Linked DNA regions of Salvelinus alpinus: region 1 is linked to region 2. The links are chromatin contacts, called in public Hi-C maps. All regions are on one chromosome and are shown on one strand. Each heading gives the region's core, a stretch centred on a gene start, on an enhancer-like site or on the middle of the called end of the contact. The rest is flanking DNA. Distances are from core to core; before and after follow the strand shown. Region 1 holds the start of pebp1 (phosphatidylethanolamine binding protein 1). Region 2 holds the start of LOC139545005 (sin3 histone deacetylase corepressor complex component SDS3-like).

What was found. Hi-C and Micro-C count contacts between places; a contact is called where the count stands out from the background.
Region 1: a contact with region 2 is called in a Hi-C map of muscle, with 6 times the contacts expected there. The contact joins the promoter of pebp1 here to the promoter of LOC139545005 in region 2. A contact is called at or near these places in 2 of 3 Hi-C or Micro-C datasets (muscle and red muscle).

What each region holds. Positions count from the first base shown.
Region 1 is chr19:11,164,282-11,169,314 of SLU_Salpinus.1, forward strand. It overlaps pebp1 (phosphatidylethanolamine binding protein 1), which reads right to left and starts at 3,724. Exons shown (of 4, transcript XM_071352347.1): 1 at 3,385-3,724; 2 at 1,680-1,789; 3 at 1-50. The coding sequence starts at 3,519. It overlaps LOC139545020 (V-set and immunoglobulin domain-containing protein 10-like), which reads left to right and starts at 3,882. Exons shown (of 9, transcript XM_071352344.1): 1 at 3,882-4,018; 2 at 4,534-4,845. The coding sequence starts at 4,647.
Region 2 is chr19:10,994,308-10,999,636 of SLU_Salpinus.1, forward strand. LOC139545005 (sin3 histone deacetylase corepressor complex component SDS3-like) reads right to left here and starts at 3,595. Exons shown (of 11, transcript XM_071352311.1): 1 at 3,362-3,595; 2 at 1,401-1,470; 3 at 1,194-1,249. The coding sequence starts at 3,473.

The DNA of each region.
Region 1 (5,033 bases), core at 2,474-4,973, 170 kb after region 2:
TGGATACATCGTTTCCCTTCATGTTCACCACCAGAAAATGATGCCACTCCCTTCAAAAGAATACATTCGTTAGAGAAAAAAAATGGTTATCCAACATCCTTGATTACACTATTCAGTTGTTTTGAAAACATTTAAGAAATAAGATTGTGTTATTAATAATCTGTTGGATCCATAAATCATCAGGGAGTAAAAAAGGTCACGCAATGTTTTGCACAATCTTTCAAAGATCCAAGAGCCAATAAAAAGGGAGTTGCAGCCTAGGGCTGAGCGATATAGCCCCAAAAATAATCTTGATTTATTCACATTTATGGGCGATTCACATCTCATTTGTTTTCTCAAAATAAGCTTTGTTGTACAATTAAGAAAAGGTCAAGCCTCCACACAAAGAACTAATTTTATCAAAAAGTCACTGATCTGGTTTTCAAGTCTATGAAAATGTAATTTGTTAATGTACCAGAACAATGCATAATGCACTAATAAATGACTGACTTCTTATAGCAGGCGTTATAGAAAATGAACCCAGGTCTCAAACAATCTGTCAAGCAAAAGCCCATGTGCTAGTAAGTAGCCAGCTACCCTTTACATTTCAAGTTTAGCCAACTTGGATCTATCTGCTAGCTAACAAGGTAGAACAGTTGAATTGTTATGACCATACCCTTCTGTCCATGTTTGAACAGCATGCTAGCTTGTCCACTTTTTCCCCCAGATGTTGATATTAAGTGACCTGCCTAATTTCTCAGAATGAGAACGAGTTACCAAAGCCCAGTGCTAGTCTAATGCCAACGGGGCCCCCAATATCATGTTTTTTTTTTTTTTTTACTAGGCAAGTCAGTAAATTTGTCACAAGATGACAAAAAAAATGCTGGATAACTTCCTAGGCTTTCTTTCTTTTAAAGAATAACAATACAATGTCAGTGTTTCTGTTTCTTGTGCAGTGATGGCACTTGTAGTGTGACTAAGCAGAAACCAGAGGGAGAATAAGACAGAATGAGCATGACGATACAAGTGAATAATGTTGTGTTGCTCATTGATCACGCATTAGAGGCTAATAATTGGTTAACTGTGCAAAAACTTCAAGCCCAAAAACAAACTGTTCCTTCTCGTCTTCTTGGCGCTACTTTCAGTTCCTTCAACTTTTTTTAGATTTATATTCATCAGGACATTTTTATGTAAAAGTTGATATTAAGTGACCTACCTAATTTCTCAGAATGAGAACGAGTTACCAAATCCTTATATAATTGTGTTTAATGCTTACTGCACATTTATACAACAGTCTTGATTGTCCATAATCAACGTTTATTGATACTCCTGTTTCAGTAGTCTGCTCTGCACATAATTTGAGTTGAGACATGAGAAAGGTTAACTTCTCTATAATATGTGTTGTGTCCATGTGACCCATTCTGTTGTACCAAACCTCAAACGCAAATAGCAAGTTGAAACCGCTTGTCAGAGACGAAGTGATCTCTCAGCTTTGTTGTTGTAAGTGTGTGTGAGCGAGAGAGAGAAATGGGAAGGTGCACACAGCACAGAAGAAGTGAAAAAGAGCCCCCCCCCCAAAAAAAAATACAGTAATGCTCAAAAACACAATAATATGTGATTCTGGAGAAACATGCATTTAGAATATTGTGCTAAAACAAATTCGAATTCATTTGATATCACCCAGCCCTACGGTAGCCCACCCGAATTTGGGGTCTTTCCTGCTGGGTGCGTCGGGGTCGGTCATGGCCAGGGTGTACAGCTTAGTGGAGTCACACCCCTCCCACTCTATAGAGGTGGGACTGCTCTGCACCTGTGAAGAAACAAACCAAGGGGAATGTAGTTGGTCTCACAAATACAAGCCAATCCCATTTTGGTAATAACTCACAAGCGGTGGTCAATATAGTTGGTATCACAACAAATACCCTACAAGCCAAAAATACTTTCACAAGTCAAGGTTGGTATCACAATACAAGCACTTCACTACACTCACATTAACATCTGGTAACCATGTGTATGTGACCAATAAAATTTGATAAATCAGAATGGTTGCTACCACAAATATTAACTGTGGTTTGTATAGTTGGTATAACAAACAATAAGCAACATAAATCAGTTTAATGTATTAAGAATATTAGATTGAACTGTGGATAATTATGTTAATTTGAGTTAGGTCAAAAATCCTGCACTAAGAGAGTGCTGATTGACATACATTCATTGCCCAACCCTCATCTCTGCAGTGCAGACAGTCAGTGTATGGTCAGACCAGCTCTCATGCAGTCTAAGCAAGACTGGAACATTATTGCACACTGACACGGTTTTGTGCATTGTCACATTTTTGCAAATAAACCTGGTCATGCAAATTCTAGCTAGCTAGCAATCAATAACATTTTTAAAATTAGCTTATTTCAAATCAACTACTATCTATTGAGCATAATCGTGAGCACGTGCTGTAAACCCTACAACTCCGAATTATATTCGACTCTATGCAAGCTAACTCCACAGATAGAACAATGAGATATTTTACCGGATGTTTGAATGTGAAGCATCCGCTTGGCGTTTCCGCTCACTACCAAATATGTAGTGAGAAGAAGCACACTGGCCGGAGAAGATGGAACGATATGGATTTTGGGTGACATTCTGCGCATTTTCTCAACGATTAAACATTTGTCCCCAAAACTATAATATGTTATGAACAGAGTGGACTAAGTTTTGTAGACTTTACCCTTTCCAAAAGTATTTGTGTGTGAGATATATTTATTTTCTAATCGCTTTTAGGAGTGCAAAGGCGAATTCAGTTATTGCACAGGCGGATCTCAGATAGGCGGCGCAGATACAGGCTGGAACGCGCCAATAGGATCTCGCTAGCTCATGTTTGGCTCTGCCCACGTCCTTGTTCTGCCCACTATGACTCGTTTGGTCCCATTGGAAACGACAGGCATGGTCTATCTTGGTTTAGTTATTTAAAAAAAGATCCGCTAACTCGTTAGTTATTATGTCAAAGATGAACGCTGATGCAACGGCGAGTAACTCATTCTTACAGTGTACACCACAGTGTTGGAGAACGGTCAGCAACTAAAGAATATAAACCAAACACGATTAGTTGTTTTGTTGACTGATCATGGGGATAGAGATGACTTTTTAATGGAGTCGGCATAAACAAATCTAGGGCATTGCTCACAGAACACAATTGTAAAATAAACGAGTGTGGCACAAACAAAAAGGCGTTGTAGTTTCTGCAGTTATCACAGCTACACAATGTTAATTTCTGAATATTCCTTTTGTTTATTTGCTTGTTCTGCCCACTTTGACTCGTTTGGTCCCGTTGGAAAAGATAGGCATGGTCTATCTTGGTTTAGTTCTAAAATAAATATTCGTTAAGTCGTTAGCGTTCAGCTTTGACAGTACCTGTGTTGGCGTGAGCACTTTGCCCAACTCGTCGATTTCAAGAGAGCCATACTTGACATGGAGGGTCTGTGCAGGCTTCTCATCCACCTCTGTTAGTGCAAGATTCCCTGTCCACTGGCTTAAATCTACCGGCATTTTGACTGATTCCGGAGAGCTGAAAACAGGACCTTCTTTGACTTATACTGCACAAAAACACAAGGGGGCAGGCACAGGCAGGGCCCGGAGTCCGGACTATGCATTGCGTTTAGGCCAATCACAGTACGTCTAGCTCTACAGTTAGCACTTGTGATTGGCCTAAGGTTCTGTCAATCCCTCACTTTACTGCCCAATGACCCGAATTTGTCTTTCTAGAATGTTCTTTTCATTACCAAGGCCCACTCCTACTCGAATTGTCACGTTTTGCTGATAAAGCTACATTGTGTCTTTAAGATTAAAAAAATATATATATAAATTACCTACATTTCAGACACTTTTGTGTTAGTTTTCCCTGAGTTAGATATCACTATAGAGAAAGAGATAATAGGCTGTCTGTCACCTTCTCAGTGAACTTGGGTAACACGCTTCGTCGATCAGCGCGGTGACAGCGGTATCAACTGTCAATAAACTAGAAATCCCCTGCTGCACCTTTAAGAAGGTAAGTGTTGGGTGTGGTTTGAAGTTTCCGGATAAACACGCGCGAGTAAACAGCCAGGTAGCCAAATGGCTGAAAAATTATAGCATGTGGCAGTTCCATGGAGAAGAAAAATATTGAATTATAGTGGCTCATAATTCCTATATTAATTACTCTAACCAGTGTTATGTAAACCAGGTGTAGAGGTGTCACCGCATGCACAACAGGTAGTCAGACAGAGGTTGGCAACCAAAGCATTTGTCTAACTATAAATCAGAGTATATATGCTATACAGTAGGAGGAATAATTATGAATGCCTTCGCAGTTGCAATTTTTCTTCAGGTCATGCATCAGACCGGTGAGTGTCCACTTGTGACATGTTTATGAAACATAATCCATTGTTTTTAGCCTATACAGTGAAATTAGTTATATATTAGGTCTGACGTTTTGATCTATGTAGCCTACTGTTCACTTTTATAGCCTATTTGTTGAATCGTGTCTCTTGTCTTAAATTATCGTGCTCATTGTTTTTATGAAAGTTGCAGCAAATGGGCGCTCAGATGAAACTGCTGTAGCTGGAACACTGGGAGAGAATATTATACTTCCGTGTTGGAACACTGCGACCAATGTGACCCCCTCATTCACGCGATGGATGAAGAATGGACAGTTTACCATTGAACGCAATCATTCCATTATAATTCCAATATCCTCAAGTGAAGGGCACCTGACCATACTGTACAATCAAAGCTTGTACATCAACGGAGTAAATCTATCAGATGAGGGGACATATCTCTGTGATTCTTTACCCCATGAGAACAAAACTCAAACAAGTCTCACATTGCAAATAGTCAGTAAGTATCTGTGTTCTATCATAACAATGTGTGTTGATGTCCTTCATATAATGACTTGCAGATACTGTACTGGTATCTTGGTCAGTTGCCCTAGATACTATTTTGAACAATTATTGCCTTGAAACTGGTTATTCCGGATGATTTGGTGCTGGGGCTGGTTTCATAGCACATGCTGTAGTAGCCTATGT
Region 2 (5,329 bases), core at 2,345-4,844:
ATCTATTTTGTGAAGTGCACCCCCACAACATGCTGCTACCACCCCCGTGCTTCACAGTTCGGATAGTGTTCGTCGGCTTGCAAGCCTCCCCCTTTTCCTCCAAACATAACGATGGTGATTATGGCCAAACAGTTCTATTTTTGCTTCATCAGACCAGAGGACATTACTCCAAAAAGTAGTTGCAGTTGCAAACCGTTGTCTGGCTTTTTTAATGGCGGTTTTGGAGCAGTGACTCCTTCCTTGCTGAGCGGCCTTTCAGCTTATGTCGATATAGGACTCGTTTTACTGTGGATATAGATACTTTTGTAACTGTTTCCTCCAGCATCTACACAAGATCCTTCGCTGTTCTGGGATCGATTTGCACTTCTCGCACCAAAGTACGTTTATCTCTAGGAGAGATGTCTCCTTCCTGAGCGGTATGATGGCTGCGTGGTTCCATGGTTTTTACTTGCATACTATTGTTTGTACAGATTAACATGGTACCTTCAACTGTTTGGAAATTTCTCCCAAGGATGAACCAGACTTGTGGAGGTCTACAATTTTATTTCTGAGGTCTTGGCTGATTTCTTTTGATTTTCCCATGATGTCAAGCAAAGAGGCACTGAGTTTGAAGGTATGCCTTGAAATACATCCACAGGTACACCTCCAATTGACTCAAAATATGTCAATTAGCCTATCAGAAGCTTTAAAAGCCATGACATTTTCTGGAATTTTCCAAGCTGTTTAAAGGTACAGTCAGCTTAGTGTATGTAAACTTCTGACCCACTGGAATTGTGATACAGTGAATTATAAGTGAAAACATTTGTCTAAACAATTGTTGGAAAATAACTTGTCATGCACAAATGATATGTCCTAAACGACTTGCCAAAACTATAGTTTATTAACAAGACATTTGTGGAGTGGTTGAAAAACAAGTTAATGACTCCAACCTAAGTGTACGTAAACTTCCAACTTCAACTGTATGCCTAACTTCTTATCCAACCAATCTCTCAATGCAAAGAGCACCACCTCTGAGGCTCCGTCATAACAGTTGTGCAAAATGATAAAGGTCGGCTCAGCTCGACTTATGCACGCGGAGGAATTCATGACATTGATAATCACATTGATTGTGAATGCAAGGAGGATAATGAACGGATTATAGGATAGGCCTAATTCATAAACGCTGTGAGGATAATTAGAAACAGTGACACTACCCTCTTGGAGTTGCGTCAACTGCCTTTTCAATGATGCCAGCTTGTCTTGGTACATCCTGAAACCAAATAAAACATGATTATCACAACCAACTACTAAATCTGTAAATGTAGTCCTTCAAGATCAGGCTACATTTTGAACATTCCTTTTGATCCATGTCAACATATATTCTATCCAGTGTAACCGTGCAATTGGTGGACAACACTCACTGTTCTTTGATTTCCACATAGTCATCCTCATCATGTTTCGCCAGGTCAGTTTCACTGGCATCTTCTGTGTCTGAAAGAGGGAGAAAAAAAAGGGGGGGAAAATGGCGGACGTCAGTAAGTAGGCTAACAGTTCACCAATATCATATGACATCGGGCCTATGCCAAGAAAACATTCAGAACAATTTGTTCAATAGCAAGTCAATGAAATTTCTACTTTTAGGAAAGCTGGAAACAGTAGTAGGATAGATGTAGCTACTCAGTCAAGTTACCTTTATTTGGATCCCCAATGAGTGCGTTACCAGCCATTTCCCTTTAGACTTTTACAAAAATAAACTAACAAAGTAAAACAAGGTCGTCTGATAAATGCGAAATGTTATGTCGTAGGCTAAAGTAGCCACACGCAAGACGGCAAGATAGCCAACTAAGCGTTCAGCTAACAGGCTTGCTCATTTCTATCAAAAAGTTAGCAATTAAATGTTAGACATAATTGCACAGACCGGGCAGTGACTCCAGATTAGTAAACAGTCGTTTCTTATTTGATCAGCCAGCTAATTCTCAACAAAAGGGTTTACATTGAGTGCCTAACATTTGTCCCGTTGCTAACGCGTAGCAAATTGATGAAGCCAAATACGAGAGCGATTTGTCAAGCTAGCCAATTTAGCTATTAGCAACGGCTAATTCAAGACTTGGCAATTGAACTGGTTTTAAATTTTGTTAGATAGATGCAATCTCTGCGTGGCCTGCATGAGAATACGTAGTTAGGTACCTATTTTAGATACCCGACTAGCTCGCTAGCTACTGAGTTTGCCAGCGCAAAGCCAAAGCAGGTTTGCCGGTGACCTGTCAGCTGATGGTAGCTAACGTTAGCTAGCGGCGTAACGTTATCGCTTGCTAGCTAGTTACAACACCAGTGAATGGCCGACTTAGCATTGACAATACTAACACAACTCTCCATCAAATATAGTTAACATGAGTAAGGGTCATTGCTTAATCTGTAGCTATACCCAAAGTTAACAGCACAAATGCAACGTGACATTTGGAATTAGCCTGCATCTGCGCCCGACCGATTTTGGTGGGCCTTAAAACCTAACTAATTTAGCTATCCCAACCAACCACCTTCATCGGCATCTACGCACGTACCCAATGAAATGGCTGGCCTCAAAGTTAACTGGACATGTAAGGAGAGCTGAAATTACAAAATCAAATATAGTTTCTTATACTTCACACCAACAGTGGCAAGACGGTGTCAGAAAAGGCCAATCACTGAAATCATATTGGTGGTAAAGCAAATGAGTCTTTCTTGCCACCTGTCAACGATTAGAAATGTTTTACTGAGATTGACTGCCTGCCTGTTACGAACTTAACTCCAGAATCGAGACTCCAAGTCCAATGCACGGTTACTAAGACCACTTGCTCTCTCTTCTATATACTACGTTAGCGCTGTCTGTCCACCACTTGACAACGTTTCGCTGTAGAAAAGTAAAGCCGGGCTTCACCGCTAAACATGAAAGTTGAAAAAGATATGAACTCCTCCCCCATCTACACTAACAGGTAGCTTGCTTGCCAGGGGCGTATTCATTACACCAAAACGAAAAGGGGAGGGACCTACCTGAATTTGCCCAATAGAAACTCTCGTTTTAACTGTTTGGACTCATGATTACACTCCAGCTAAATAACCCGTTAGCGAACAACTAGCTAGCGTCCGCGTCGTGGTGTACGATCCCCACGGATTATAGAAGCCTGTGTTGTTAATTCAACGATGGCTAGCTAGCGTTAGTTACCCAAGCTAGCGCAATTTTTACAGTTCAATGGGGATGGGTTCATTCTAAAAAATAAAATAAAAATGTGCAAAGGTCACACTAGTTTTAGGAGACTATTTGAGAAAACTAACGTTAACGTTTATTAGCAAATATCACAAGAGTTAGAGCTAGCTAACAAATGTGCTACATTGGCGAACCTACCTTCTTCCGAGTCTCTTCCCCTGAAGCTTCGATCATCGTCGTCGTCCACACTATCAAGTTCTTCTTCATCATTGTAATAATCTACCATCGGTGATAGTAAAGTAGAAGCCATTTGATGGCAAGTAAAAATGTAAACAAACGTTAGATAAACAATCGATTTGGAATTTGCAGTTCAGAACAAAACAGCGCCTACATCTGTTAAGACCCCATGATAAGTAAGATGGCCGTTATTGCGCCTGACCAAAATATTGAAAACAAAACTGTAGAGATTATTTTTAAGAGTAATTTTATCACATCTTTGTGTCATGCATATACCAATGTAACAGTATAAATTAAATAGCCTTTTTCCATGAAACAGGGTTAGTTACCAGTATCTTCGCTATATTTGGGCAGTCTAATTAGGCATTTCGAGGTCAGCCCTTGTGCAGAGCAAAAGATTTTCATCGATTTGTATCAAATAAATTTGCAATTAAATGCTATACAGAATTGCACATGCCGGACATCCATCCATTCACTCCATATTAGTAAACCGTCGTTTCTTATTTGACCAGTCAGCTAATTCCCAGCAGCAAACGGTTTACATCGAGTGCCAACATTTGCCACATGTTGATTTGCTAGCCCCGATCTTTGCGATTTTGTTATGAATTGACCCTGCGCTGGGTCAATCATAACACAATGGCTATCGGGGTAAAGTGCGTGTCTTGAAAGTATTTACGTCCCTCACGTTCACATAACTGTATAGACACTAAAATATGAATATCCCTAAACCTGGGTATTCGAAATAGTTGCCGAGTAGGGTTGTTCGTTTTTTGCGGTCATCACACATACACCGACATTTACCTTGACAAAACCATAGGGACCCCAAACACAGAATATCCATTATATTGAACAGATAATCTAGGTCTATCAACAAAAAAAGCACTAAAAACCTGCCCAAAGCGCGGAAAACAAGACCATATTTTTTCCCACAGCAAGAGATGAGTTGCCATATTTATACTATAAACCATTTTCCATATCGTTAGAGCCAATTAATAAGGAATATCGTAGTAATTTGTAATGACGGTATAAGCAAACTATTGCGAGCTGTCATAACGCAAAGGCTTTTCAATATGTCGCAAAATAAAATAATTTGCCTTTACACACTTTTCTATCAATGGATGTCGATTTAACTCGTATGACTGCTATGATTAAGCAATAAGGCACAAAGTATGGTACAGTGCTTTCAGAAAGTATTCAGAACCCTTGACTTTTTCAATTTTTTTACGATACAGCCTTATTCTAAAATGGTTGAAAAATCTACACGCAATACCCCATAATGACAAAGCAAAAACAGGTTGTCATTTTGGATTTAAAAGAATTTGTTTTAATGTAAAACTGAAATATCACATTTACATGAGTATTCAGACCCTTTACTCAGTACTTTGTTGAAGCACTCCCGAGTGCTGGTGCAGCGGTCTAAGACACTGCATCTCAGGGTCTAAGACACTGCATCTCAGTGCAAGAGGTGCCACTACAGTCCCTGGTTTGAATCCAGGCTGTATCACATCTGGCCCTGATTGGGAGTCCCATAGGGCGGCGCACAATTGGCCCAATTGTCCGGGTTTGGCTGGGGTAGGCTGTCATTGTAAATAAGAATTTGTTCTTAACTGACTTGCCTAGTTAAATAAAGGTTATAATAAAAGAAAAGCACATTTGGCAGCAATTACAGCCTTGAGTCTTCTTGGTCCTCTTCTCCTTCTCCCGACGACGTTCGTTACAGAATCACCCACCAAAGGACCAAGCAGCGTGGGAAAATGGACTCCTGGACATGGGAGGAAATTTTGGACGGCAAGGGACCCTGGGCACAGCCGGGGGAGTATCGCCGTCCGAAAGAGGAGCTGGAGGCAGCTAGAGCGGGGCGGCGACACTACGAGGAATTGGCTCGAGGTAACGGGCACGAGAGGCAGCCCCAGATTTTTTTGGGGGGGG